Linked DNA regions of Mus musculus: all the other regions are linked to region 1. The links are chromatin contacts, called in public Hi-C and HiChIP or PLAC-seq maps. All regions are on one chromosome and are shown on one strand. Each heading gives the region's core, a stretch centred on a gene start, on an enhancer-like site or on the middle of the called end of the contact. The rest is flanking DNA. Distances are from core to core; before and after follow the strand shown.

The links. Hi-C and Micro-C count contacts between places; a contact is called where the count stands out from the background. HiChIP or PLAC-seq counts read pairs in DNA pulled down with a chosen protein or histone mark.
Region 2: a contact with region 1 is called in a Hi-C map of bone marrow-derived macrophages, with 43 read pairs. The contact joins the enhancer-like site here to the promoter of Lncbate6 in region 1. A contact is called at or near these places in 1 of 15 datasets of contacts at CTCF or cohesin (large pre-B cells), 12 of 484 Hi-C or Micro-C datasets (the C2C12 cell line, CD4 T cells, CD8 T cells and 6 more), 5 of 115 datasets of contacts at active chromatin or transcription factors (T-cell acute lymphoblastic leukemia, acute myeloid leukemia, large pre-B cells and 2 more) and 1 of 9 other capture datasets (embryonic stem cells).
Region 3: a BATF HiChIP or PLAC-seq map of CD8 T cells shows a contact between it and region 1, with 10 read pairs. The contact joins the enhancer-like site here to the promoter of Lncbate6 in region 1. A contact is called at or near these places in 3 of 15 datasets of contacts at CTCF or cohesin (CD8 T cells, large pre-B cells and pro-B cells), 7 of 484 Hi-C or Micro-C datasets (the C10 cell line, bone marrow-derived macrophages, double positive thymocytes and 4 more), 5 of 115 datasets of contacts at active chromatin or transcription factors (CD8 T cells, T-cell acute lymphoblastic leukemia, acute myeloid leukemia and 2 more) and 2 of 9 other capture datasets (embryonic stem cells and embryonic tail).

The regions. Positions count from the first base shown.
Region 1 is chr13:37,538,261-37,541,600 of GRCm38.p6, forward strand. Lncbate6 (a long non-coding RNA gene) reads left to right here and starts at 1,876. Exons shown (of 3, transcript XR_382205.2): 1 at 1,876-3,148.
Region 2 is chr13:37,738,626-37,741,965 of GRCm38.p6, forward strand. No RefSeq gene overlaps it. Among named protein-coding and RNA genes, the nearest start is that of Gm40918, 5.6 kb to the left of the region's middle. Within about 2 kb of position 1,641, at least 27 of the 459 cell types and tissues checked have an H3K27ac peak or open chromatin away from gene starts, as enhancers often do. A contact at or near this core is called in acute myeloid leukemia and bone marrow-derived macrophages, where this site is marked.
Region 3 is chr13:37,690,680-37,694,019 of GRCm38.p6, forward strand. No RefSeq gene overlaps it. Among named protein-coding and RNA genes, the nearest start is that of AI463229, 25 kb to the left of the region's middle. Within about 2 kb of position 1,557, at least 38 of the 459 cell types and tissues checked have an H3K27ac peak or open chromatin away from gene starts, as enhancers often do. A contact at or near this core is called in CD8 T cells, T-cell acute lymphoblastic leukemia and pro-B cells, where this site is marked.

The DNA of each region.
Region 1 (3,340 bases), core at 626-3,125:
AGCACTCCCTCCCTTGCCTCCCTCCTCATACTAACTGTAGAGAGACAGAAAGTTAGGAAGATCTTGGCCTGCACAGTGTCCGTCCCTGGACATTCCCTCCCAGGCACATAACTTCGAGGTACTTAAAAGATGTTGCAAGAGAGTCCTGTGGTCCTACGAGAAGATGCCAAGCAAGATGAGTCTCTCTCAGCACTGCTTCCAGCGGATGGCAACTTCTCTTGTGTGGCCTTCAAAGCAGAGGGGACTGCAGCCTAGCTCAGGAGCATTGAGAGCCTTACTCATCTGTGAAGAGGTGAGCATGACAGACCTGGACTTGGAGTCCAAAGCAAAGAGAAAGGGGCAGTGGGATAGGGACCTATGGCCCGTCATGGCAGCTGCTGTCCCCTCTACCCAGGCCCTCTATTGTGTCCTCTCATAGACATTCAACCATCCAAAAGGGCAAGTGCATGCTGTTATGGAGTGTGAAGTGTCCCTTCACTGACTAGGCGGATGAGGACAAGTGACTGGATCCTAAGGGCTCTGAGCTAATCAGTGGATTAACCAACCCCTTGATGGATTTATAATTTGGAAGCATGGCTTGGAGATGCTACAAAAAGTAAGAGGCTGCTACCAGCCGGAGTATTAGGTCGCCGTGGGTGACTCTGTGGTGTTGTATCTTGACCTGGTCCTTCCTGTACCCATCTCTCAGCTTCTGCCATGAAGAAGCTTTTTCATCCCGCCCTCCCACCTTCACGATGCTCTGTCAAGAGAATGGAGCCAAGCAGCCACAGACTGACGCCTCCGAAGCTGTGAGCATCAGCAAATCTTCCCTCAAGTTCTTTACATGGGGCACTTTGTCACCACCATAAGACTAGCCAATCTACAGGCCAGATGCCAGCTCCTCCGGAATAGTTTCCCATAAGCCCTTTCAGCCCGCGTTAACTGACTGACAGGTGTCCCCATCACCCTCTTTCTCTGGCAGGCCTATTTTACACTATAATATTGTTCTGTTAGCATTGCAGGTTCCTCATTAGGCAGAAATAATATCATAATCCTATGTTCCTTGCACATGATCCAGATGAATTCTCCCTCTATTCCTGCTTCTCACACGAGCTGGTGCACACACACACACACACACACATACACATACACACACACACACACACACACACACACACAAGCACACGCACACGCACACACACACACCACTGCTACTACACCAGTAGAGACTCTTTGCCCCCCTTCCCAATAAAGGATATGCACTTTCCAGGGGGGCTCAAAGGGTCTAATTCTGAAACATAAATAGTGTGTATATGCTGGATCAGTTCAGAATCTATTATATCCAAAGGAAAAATTGTGGATCTATTTCTAAAAGTTTCCTAGTCACTTCTGAAGATAAATTTTGCATTTAAGAAAAAACTCAGAGTAGAGAGCTAGAAAGATGGCTCAGCAGTTAGTTGTGCTTACTGTTCTTGCAGAGGACCTGGGTTCAAGTCCTAGCACCCACATGGCTACTCACAACCATCTGTAACTCCAGTTCCAGGGGATCTGACGCCCTCTTCTGACTTCCACAGGTACCACGTATGCCCATGATACACATGCATACATGCTGGCAAACCATTTTTTGTGCATAAACAAACAAAGCCAAATAAAGTAAATAAAATTAAAAAAGAAAAAACAAGTAGGAATAGGAGATGTAGCCCAGGAAAGTACATGCCTACCACCTTCGGGACCCTAGGCTGAACCCTTAACACTGTAAAAATAATAATAATAATAATAAATTTTAAATATTAAAATGAATCAGAAGCCAGGCATGGTGGTACATGCCTTTAAACTTAGCACTTGGGAGGCAGAGACGGTAAATCTCTCTGAGTTTGAGGCCAGCCTGGTTTACATAGTGAGCTCTAGGCTCCTCAAGGCTACAGAGCAAGATCACATCTCAAAAGACACAAAAAATAAACCACAGTAATCCTTTGCGTTTGCTGTCTTGCTTTATAACTGCATTGTCTGATATGAGCGTATTTGTAACTGCAGGTAACAGAACACTGAAAATTAGAGTCCTTGGAGAAATAGCAGCCACCTAACTCAGTTAGCCAATGAGAGCATGTAACAAGGGTACCAAGTCAACTGGGGCAGGACTGGCCTTCACCTTCAACACCACTCAGTGTTCGTATCTCTCACTGCGCAACGAGTTTTGTTTGGTTTTTCATTTAAGAAAAGCAGACTTGAGGGACCTGGGGAAACAGCTCAGTATGTAAAGTGCTTGCACGATCCCCTGCACCCCCATAAGAGCTAAGTGCAGTGCTGCGCCTGTGATCCCAGGACTGGGGATGAAGAGGCAGCGGGATCATTGGGGCTTGTTCCCAAGGTCTGTCAAAAATGGAGCTCCAGATTCACTGAGAGGCCCTCTCTCTAAAAAGTAAGGAGGATGGAGCTGAAGGTTTTGAGCATCAGCTGCTCATCCAGAGGACCTGGGTCCAAGTCCCAGCATCCAACATGGATGCTCACAACCATCTGTAATTCTAGTTCTTGGAGATCCAATGTCCTCTCCTGGCCTTCAGGGTCATCAGGAATGTATGTGATGCAAAGACACTCGAGCATGCAAAACACCCATATATATAACAATAAGTGTGTGTGTGTGTATGTGTGTGTGTGTGTGTGTGTGTGTGTTTTAATGAGGAAAGTAGTTGAAGAAGATGCTCAGTGTCACTCTCAGCTCCCCAGGCACTAACACATATGCAGAGGGACACACACCTGTGCTTGCACACAGAGAAGTAGATCTGAATATATGAGTGCCCACCGGTGGCCAGCCAGGGATGCTCTCTGCAGCCACACCTCAGTACAATGATCACAGCATGGGACATGGATGCCACTGGGGTCCATTCTGAAGGACAGCTCTGTTTCCTGCCTCTGGCCAGCATCTGTGGTCAGGCAAAGCTACGAGGAAATACAATGAAGGTCAGTTTAACAAAGACCCCAGTGTGGGTGAAATTTAACACCACAGGAGACAGACTGTGGGAGGAGGAAGAGGAGCCCAGAGCCCCAGGCTCTGTGGAAGAAATGGGGAAGGGTCAGAGAGGGAACTGGAAAGAAGCCTGATCCCACTGCAACCTCTACAGCCAGACTGCTGGAGACTTCCGAAAATGAGGCACACCAGGCACAGACAGTGGTAAGTGCTTGCCATTCTAGCTCCTTGGTATCCCGAGACTAGAAGAGGAGGAGGAGGAGGAGGAGGAGGAGGAGGAGGAGGAGGAGGAGGAGGAGGAGGAGGTGTCCAGCGTTCAGAGTTTAGGACCAGCCTACTTTTTTTACACAGTAAAAAAGTCTCTCTAAAAATATGTGTGAACATACACCACACACA
Region 2 (3,340 bases), core at 391-2,890, 200 kb after region 1:
ATAGTTGTGAAGTATTGTTTATAAATGTCAAAGCTTATCACCAGAAAGATGTTATCAATGACTATGAGTGACAGAATTATGATAGAACTTTGCCATTTCTTTACATCTTTCTGCAATTTCTAAAATTACCTATAATAATAAACTAACCCAAATATGTACTAAGTTGAAGGAATAAACAAAATAGGGTATACACAATGGACTATTCTGCAGCCTTTAAGAGGAATCTGGTACATGCTGTAACATGGCTAGTCCCTGAAGATGCTGTACTCGGTTAATGAATTAACCTCTTAGGGTTTTGCTGCTGTGAAGAGACACCATGAGCAAAGCCACTCTTATTAAGGAAAACATTTACTTGGGGCTGGGTTACAGGCTCAGAGGGTCAGTCCATTATCATCAAAGCTGAAACATGGCAGCACCTAGGCAAGCATGGAGCAGGAGGAGCTGAGAGTTCATCTTGTTTTGAAGACAAAAAGAAGACTGGCTTCCAGGTAGCTAGGATGAGTGCCTTAAAGCCCACACCCACAGTGACACATTTCCTCCACCAAGGCAACATCTCCTAATGATGCTGCTATCTGGGCCAACCACATTCAAACCACCACACATTCACAATGATATTAGTGATTCTACTTATTTAAGGTGTCTGGACTGGGTCACTTTACAGATGTGATGGACTGATGAGACAGCTCAGTGGGCAAAGTGCTTGCTGCTAAGCCTAATGAAGTGAGTTCTCGTCAGGACCCGCTTGGAGGAAGGAAAGAATCCATTCCCACAGGCTGTTCTCTGACCTCCACACAAGCACTGTAGCACGTTTGTGGACAGACACACACACACACACATACACACCAGGACTGGAAGAGATGGGCATGAGAGTGCTTGGGTTCCAGATCAGGAAATGGAAGAGCTCTGGGGACAGTTGACGGTTTTGTAACAACATTGTTCTTAATATCAATAAGTTACACTGGGCGGTGGTGGTGCACGCCTTTAATCCCAGCACTCGGGAGGCAGAGGCAGAGGCAGGCGGATTTCTGAGTTCGAGGCCAGCCTGGTCTACAAAGTAAGTTCCAGGGCAGCCAGGGCTATACAGAGAAACCCTGTCTCAAAAAACATATATATATATATATATGTGTGTGTGTGTGTGTGTGTGTGTGTGTGTGTGTGTGTGTGTGTGTTACATACTTTCAAATAATCAGATCTGAAGTGAGGGGAAGCTAAAGATATGAAAGGGTGTGGTGGGGTGTGCCTTTAATTCCAGCACTTGCAAGGCCAGCCTGGTCTAGTAACAATAGAAACTCTAACAACCAAAGACAACATTCCTCATTTCTCTTTCTCTCTAAGGCTGACAACACTGGTCTGTTTCTTCACATTGGTCTCTTCTAGGTAGCGATTAGTAGATTCATGTAGGGATGTGTGTGTGTGTGTGTGTGTGTGTGTGTGTGTGTCATGTTGTGTTTTAGTTTGCTTTCTACTGCAGTGATAATACCATGACTAAAAGCATCTTGGAGAGGAAAGGACTTATTCAGCTCACCCATGCCAGTCACAGTCCAGCATGAAGTGAAGACAGGGCAGAGACTCATGCCGGAACCTGGAGGGCGATGCTGAGACAGTGGACTTGGAGAAACGCTGCCTACTGGCTAGTTTTCTGAGGCTTATTCTGCTATTTGATAAAACTCAGGATCACTTGCCAGGGGTAGCACCACCCACAGTGGGCTGGGCCCTCCTGAGTCAATAATTCATCAAGAAAATGCCCCACGGGCAAACCTAATGGAAGCAATTCCCTCTTGCTTCCCCTGGCATTGGCATTCCCTCTTTTTAGGTGATTCTGGCTTGTGTCAAGATGTGACAAAAAACAAGCTAACTAACCAGCACACGTATGTATGTATATATGTTTGTGTGTATATATGTGTGTGAGGTGCATGTATACATGTGTGTATATTTGTGTGTTTGCATGTTATGTATATATGAACATGGGAGTGGCTTACTGTTTTTAACATAGACTTTAGTTTTCAGGCATGTTGTACTTTGTCTGACTTCCTTTTAGATCCAGGAACACTCCCGGGCTATACTTCTCATACCTCTTTCTCCATCTATCCTTTAATACTCTGGGGTTGCTTCCGCCTTTCAGCTATCGTGTGCAGTGTGCCTGAGTGTGTGAATGTTCAATGGAAATTATAAGAATCAGTGATCCCTGAGAGTCTAGAAAAATGAAGGAGGTGACCTCTCTCTCTCACTAGTTCTGAGAAATCATTTCTTTTACGGAGTCAGAAATGTAAGAGCAGGAAGTGATTATAAAACCATCATCTCTATTTATTTATAGACCAGGAAGCAGACACCGAGCAACTACACAGGGTAGTTTATAAACTGTGCGGTCTCTTGCACAGAGAGGGGGTGCTGGAAAGGACCCTTCTCCCACGAAAAATTATCTGCATGGCTTATCACACCACATACCTCAAATTCCCTGCAGTAGAAAAAATATATTAATTTAGATGAAGACACTGGCAATACTACCAGGAATCTCCCAGGAAAATATAAATAGCTCTGCAGGAAAGTCACTGCTGACCCACAATCCATTGTCTTGAAAGACTGGTTTTCCACAGAACAAGAAGCTAGAGTAGATGCTGAGGGAACAGAGCTGTACCGGTTTTGGGGGGGGGGGGGCAGGAGATGTGTCGTGTGTAATTCTGAGTGCAGATGCTCCATAGGATATGGCTGCCTCATTCAGGATCCAGGCATCTGGCAGTCACCTGTATCAAATTCGGAGGCTAAAGATGTGAAAGGGTGTGGTGGGGTGTGCCCTTAATTCCAGCACTAGCAAGGCAGAGGCAGATGGATATCTCTGAATTCAAGGCCAGCTTGGTCCATTCTAGGCTAGCTAGAGCTGTATAAGGAGATCTTATCTCAAGAAGGGACAAGAAAGAAAAGAGGCTCAAGAGGTGTGGTGGCACATACCTGTCATCCTAGCATTTGCTCTGCATAGCAAGACTCCATCCTTTGAAGGGGGAGTGGGGCTGGGCGTGCATGCCTTTGAGCCCAGGAGATAGGCAGATCTCTGTGAGTTCAAGGCCAGCCTGGTCTACATAGTAATTTCTAGGGTTACATGTAGACACTCCGTCTCAATAAAGAAGGAGGGGTTGAGAGGAGGGAAAACTTAAGACTCACAAAGTCAACCTAACAGTATATTGTGCTTCATACATGCCTCCCATAAGTGACTTCCTGCTGTGACTCAAGTCTAATTTTGAAGGTTTTTCTCCACCATCTAAGTAAGGCATACTCATGATTTTTTTTTTTTTTAAGCAAAAACTTTCCTTAACAAAGTAAGGAAATCATTTTGTTTCCACAAGTT
Region 3 (3,340 bases), core at 307-2,806, 150 kb after region 1:
TCTGCCTCCTCTGCCTCTGCCTCTGCCTCTGCCTCTGCCTCTGCCTCTGCCTCTGCCTCTGCCTCTGCCTCTGCCTCAAGTTCCCAAGTTCTGAGATAAGGCCATACACCTGGCTACTCATGGTTTTTGTTATTTGGGGGGCAAGGGGGTATCTGCATACATGTCTTTTTGAGGGTGTCAGATGTCCTTCAGGTGTGTTACAGAGGTGCTACAGCAGGTGTTACAGAGAGTTGTGATCTGCCATTTGGGTGATGGGAATTGAAGCTGGGTCCTCTGGAGGAGCAGCTAGTACTCTCAACTACTAAGCCATCTCTCCCAATACTCAAGTTTTTCAGAGGTGTATAAAAGGTGGAGAGAACTGTGTACCAGATAGAGAGAGAAGGCTGCAATCCTTTTATACCCATGATTCCAAACAGCAGCACAACTGAGAAGTGAGGCTTGGGACTGTTGCCCTGTAGGGAGGGGAGGCAATAAAAGCCTCCCCTGGGCTGTAGGGTAGATGGTCTGAGCAAGCGACCCAGAATGGTGTCGCTGCACCCTCTCGCCACTGCTCTAACCCACATGTTATACCCATGATACCTCCCTTCCCTTCCTAGAGAATCCTACCAGGAGCCCTCCACACACTTGGCTAATCATGTACTAGTAAGGGGCTCATCAATGCTCCTTAAGAAAGAGAGACTGAGAGATCAAAATTCATCCCATCCATTCCATTATTAATTTGTTTGATTTAAACTGAAGACAAATTTGAGACTCACACAAAGAAACAACCCTTTAATAGAGACTGTCGCCTGAGGAAGAACTCTCTGAGGGGACGTTCTATGTCGGGGAGACCTCTGAGGGAGAGGAGATCTCTGAGGGGGAAGAGATGGCTCAGGGGAGGAGATCTCTAAGGGGGAGATATCTGAGGAAGGAGGAGATCTCTGACAGGGGAGGAAATCTCTGAGGAGTGAGGAGATCTCTAAGGGCGACCTCTAGAGATCTCTGAGGGAGGAGATCACTGAGGGAGAAGACCTGAGGAAGGTATATCTCTGAGGAGGGAGGATATCTCTGAGGAGGGAGGATATCTCTGAGGGGGAACTTCTTGAGGAGAGATCTCTGAGGGAGGAGATTATGGACAGGAAAGATCTTAGCAAAGGAGAGCTCTAACAGGGTGGAGTGGGGGTGGGGGGTGAGGGTAATGGGTCTGAGGGCTCCCAAGACCCAGAATGAACTTTTCAGGATGAAGCAGACAGGACCACCCCCACCAAACTGAGTGTGTTGGCTCCCCACAAAACTGAACTGCCAGGCAGGTCCCCACAAAACCTACCCTTGGGTAGAATGGTTCCTTGGCCTCCTGGGCATCATGAACAAGATGTGAGTAAAGACATTTTTTTTTTTTTTGATGTGATTCAGAGAAGGAGCTTTCTTGAGGTACTGGGTGGTTTATTTCCATTTTCTAAATGACTTCTTGGCTAAGCAGCTGCTCCGGGCTTTGAAAGCTCAATCTGAAACACAGGGAAGGAAATGACAGGGGCTGATGGGGTGGGCAGGTGTCAGCTCAAGGGAACATGTGCAGAGCATTATGAAGCCACAGAGGAGCTGGCAGGAGCCCCCACTGCAGAGTCATGGGCCACGGCCTTCTGCACAGCCTCCAAGAAGAAACCACCTGTTTGTTGGCCAGAAAGACCAACTGCTCAATGCGCCTAGATGGAGTCGCAAATACTGTCGTGATTTAAAAACACAATTGAAAACACAAAGCAAAGTTGATTTCTGCACACACTTATTGCCAGCAACATGGTCCCAGACACACTTGGCTGTTTGTACATCTTATCTCTAGGACAAAAAAAAAAAAAAAGAGGATCCTAAAATGCTGTTCTGCAAAGAAAGAAGAGTATGAACTCTCAGTGTTTATGGTGACAAAGAACACGTACGTGAGAAGGGAAGACGGAAAGTAGGGATCTGAGAGGATACACACACATCTGTGTTCATGGCAACATCATACACAAGAGGCAGCCAGTAGGTGGAAGCTACTCACATCCATTCTGACAGATGGAGGGGTTCAAAGCACATGCAATGAAGCACTATTTTATTTTGGAAAAAGGCATATCCAATGTGTGCTCAACTCTCGATGATGCTGACTGAATGAAGCAAGCCAGTCCCCAAAAGACCACGACTGTGTCACTTATGTGGGGTACCGACCAAGAGTAGTCAGATCCATACAGACAGAAAGCAGAGTGAGGTGGCCAGGGCATGGGGGAAGGGGAGAGAGAAACTAGTGTTGATTGGAGTGAGTTTCAGTTTGACAATGACAAACTTCTGAAAGGACGTGGTGGTGGTCAACAACCTAAGTGTCCCTGATTCTACAACACCTCAGAATGGCTATGATGGTCAATTCACCTTATACAATAAAAAAAAAAAAAAAAAAAAAAAAAAGTCATCAGTCAAGACCGCATTTTGAAGGTTTGTTTTATGTGTGCATGCGTGCGTGCGTGCGTGCGTGCGTGCGTGTGTGTGTGTGTGTGTGTGTGTGTGTGCACATGCACCATGTGATGCTAAGTTCACAGAGAGGCCAGAAGCAGGCATCTCATCCCCCTAGAGTTGAAATGACAGGAAGTTATGAACCTCCATACGGGTGCTGGTTACTGCACCCATGTTGTTTCCCTAAGCCTCACCGCAGTCGCCATGTCTTGGAATGTCACTGCATGTAAGGAAAGCCAAGCACGAGGGAACACCATTGATAAGCCGGTTCAGGCTTGCCTCACACGCCAAACTTCTCAGCGGTAAAACAAACAGAAGCAAGCACGCTCAATTCTTCAACTAGTTCCCTCCCGAACTTTAGTATCCAGAAGTTCAATTTCCTTCTCTATCAACTTAGGTTCATATCACTTCAGCCTGTGGTCAAAGATACATCCACAAATATTACTTACAGCCATTTTCAGGTCATTAAGCACAGTCTGTGTTAAAGTTAGCCTTGAACCCGCAGACCTAGGGAAGACCCTGAGTTACCTATCTTTTGAGCCCTCTCCCTGTAGTCTGAGAAACTGGCCAACTGCAGAAGAGCATCCTTCAGATAATTAAAAAAAAAAAAAAAAAAAAAAAGCAGAAGAGACTGGACAGGACTGAGCACTCATGGTCATGGGTGATTGAGAAGGTCAGTGGTAAAGTTGAAGATAAACCCAACTCTCTTTTAAGTTCCAGGTCGTGAAAAGGCATAAGGCAGCATACAGTAGTGGGAAACTCTAGACAGTAGACGTTTAAATCCTAGCTCTGCCTGGTACTTAATTATAGAAACTTAAACTCAAGCACATTTCTAAAGCTTTTAAATTCTGACTTCAAATGATGGGAATATCTTCCTCCCAGG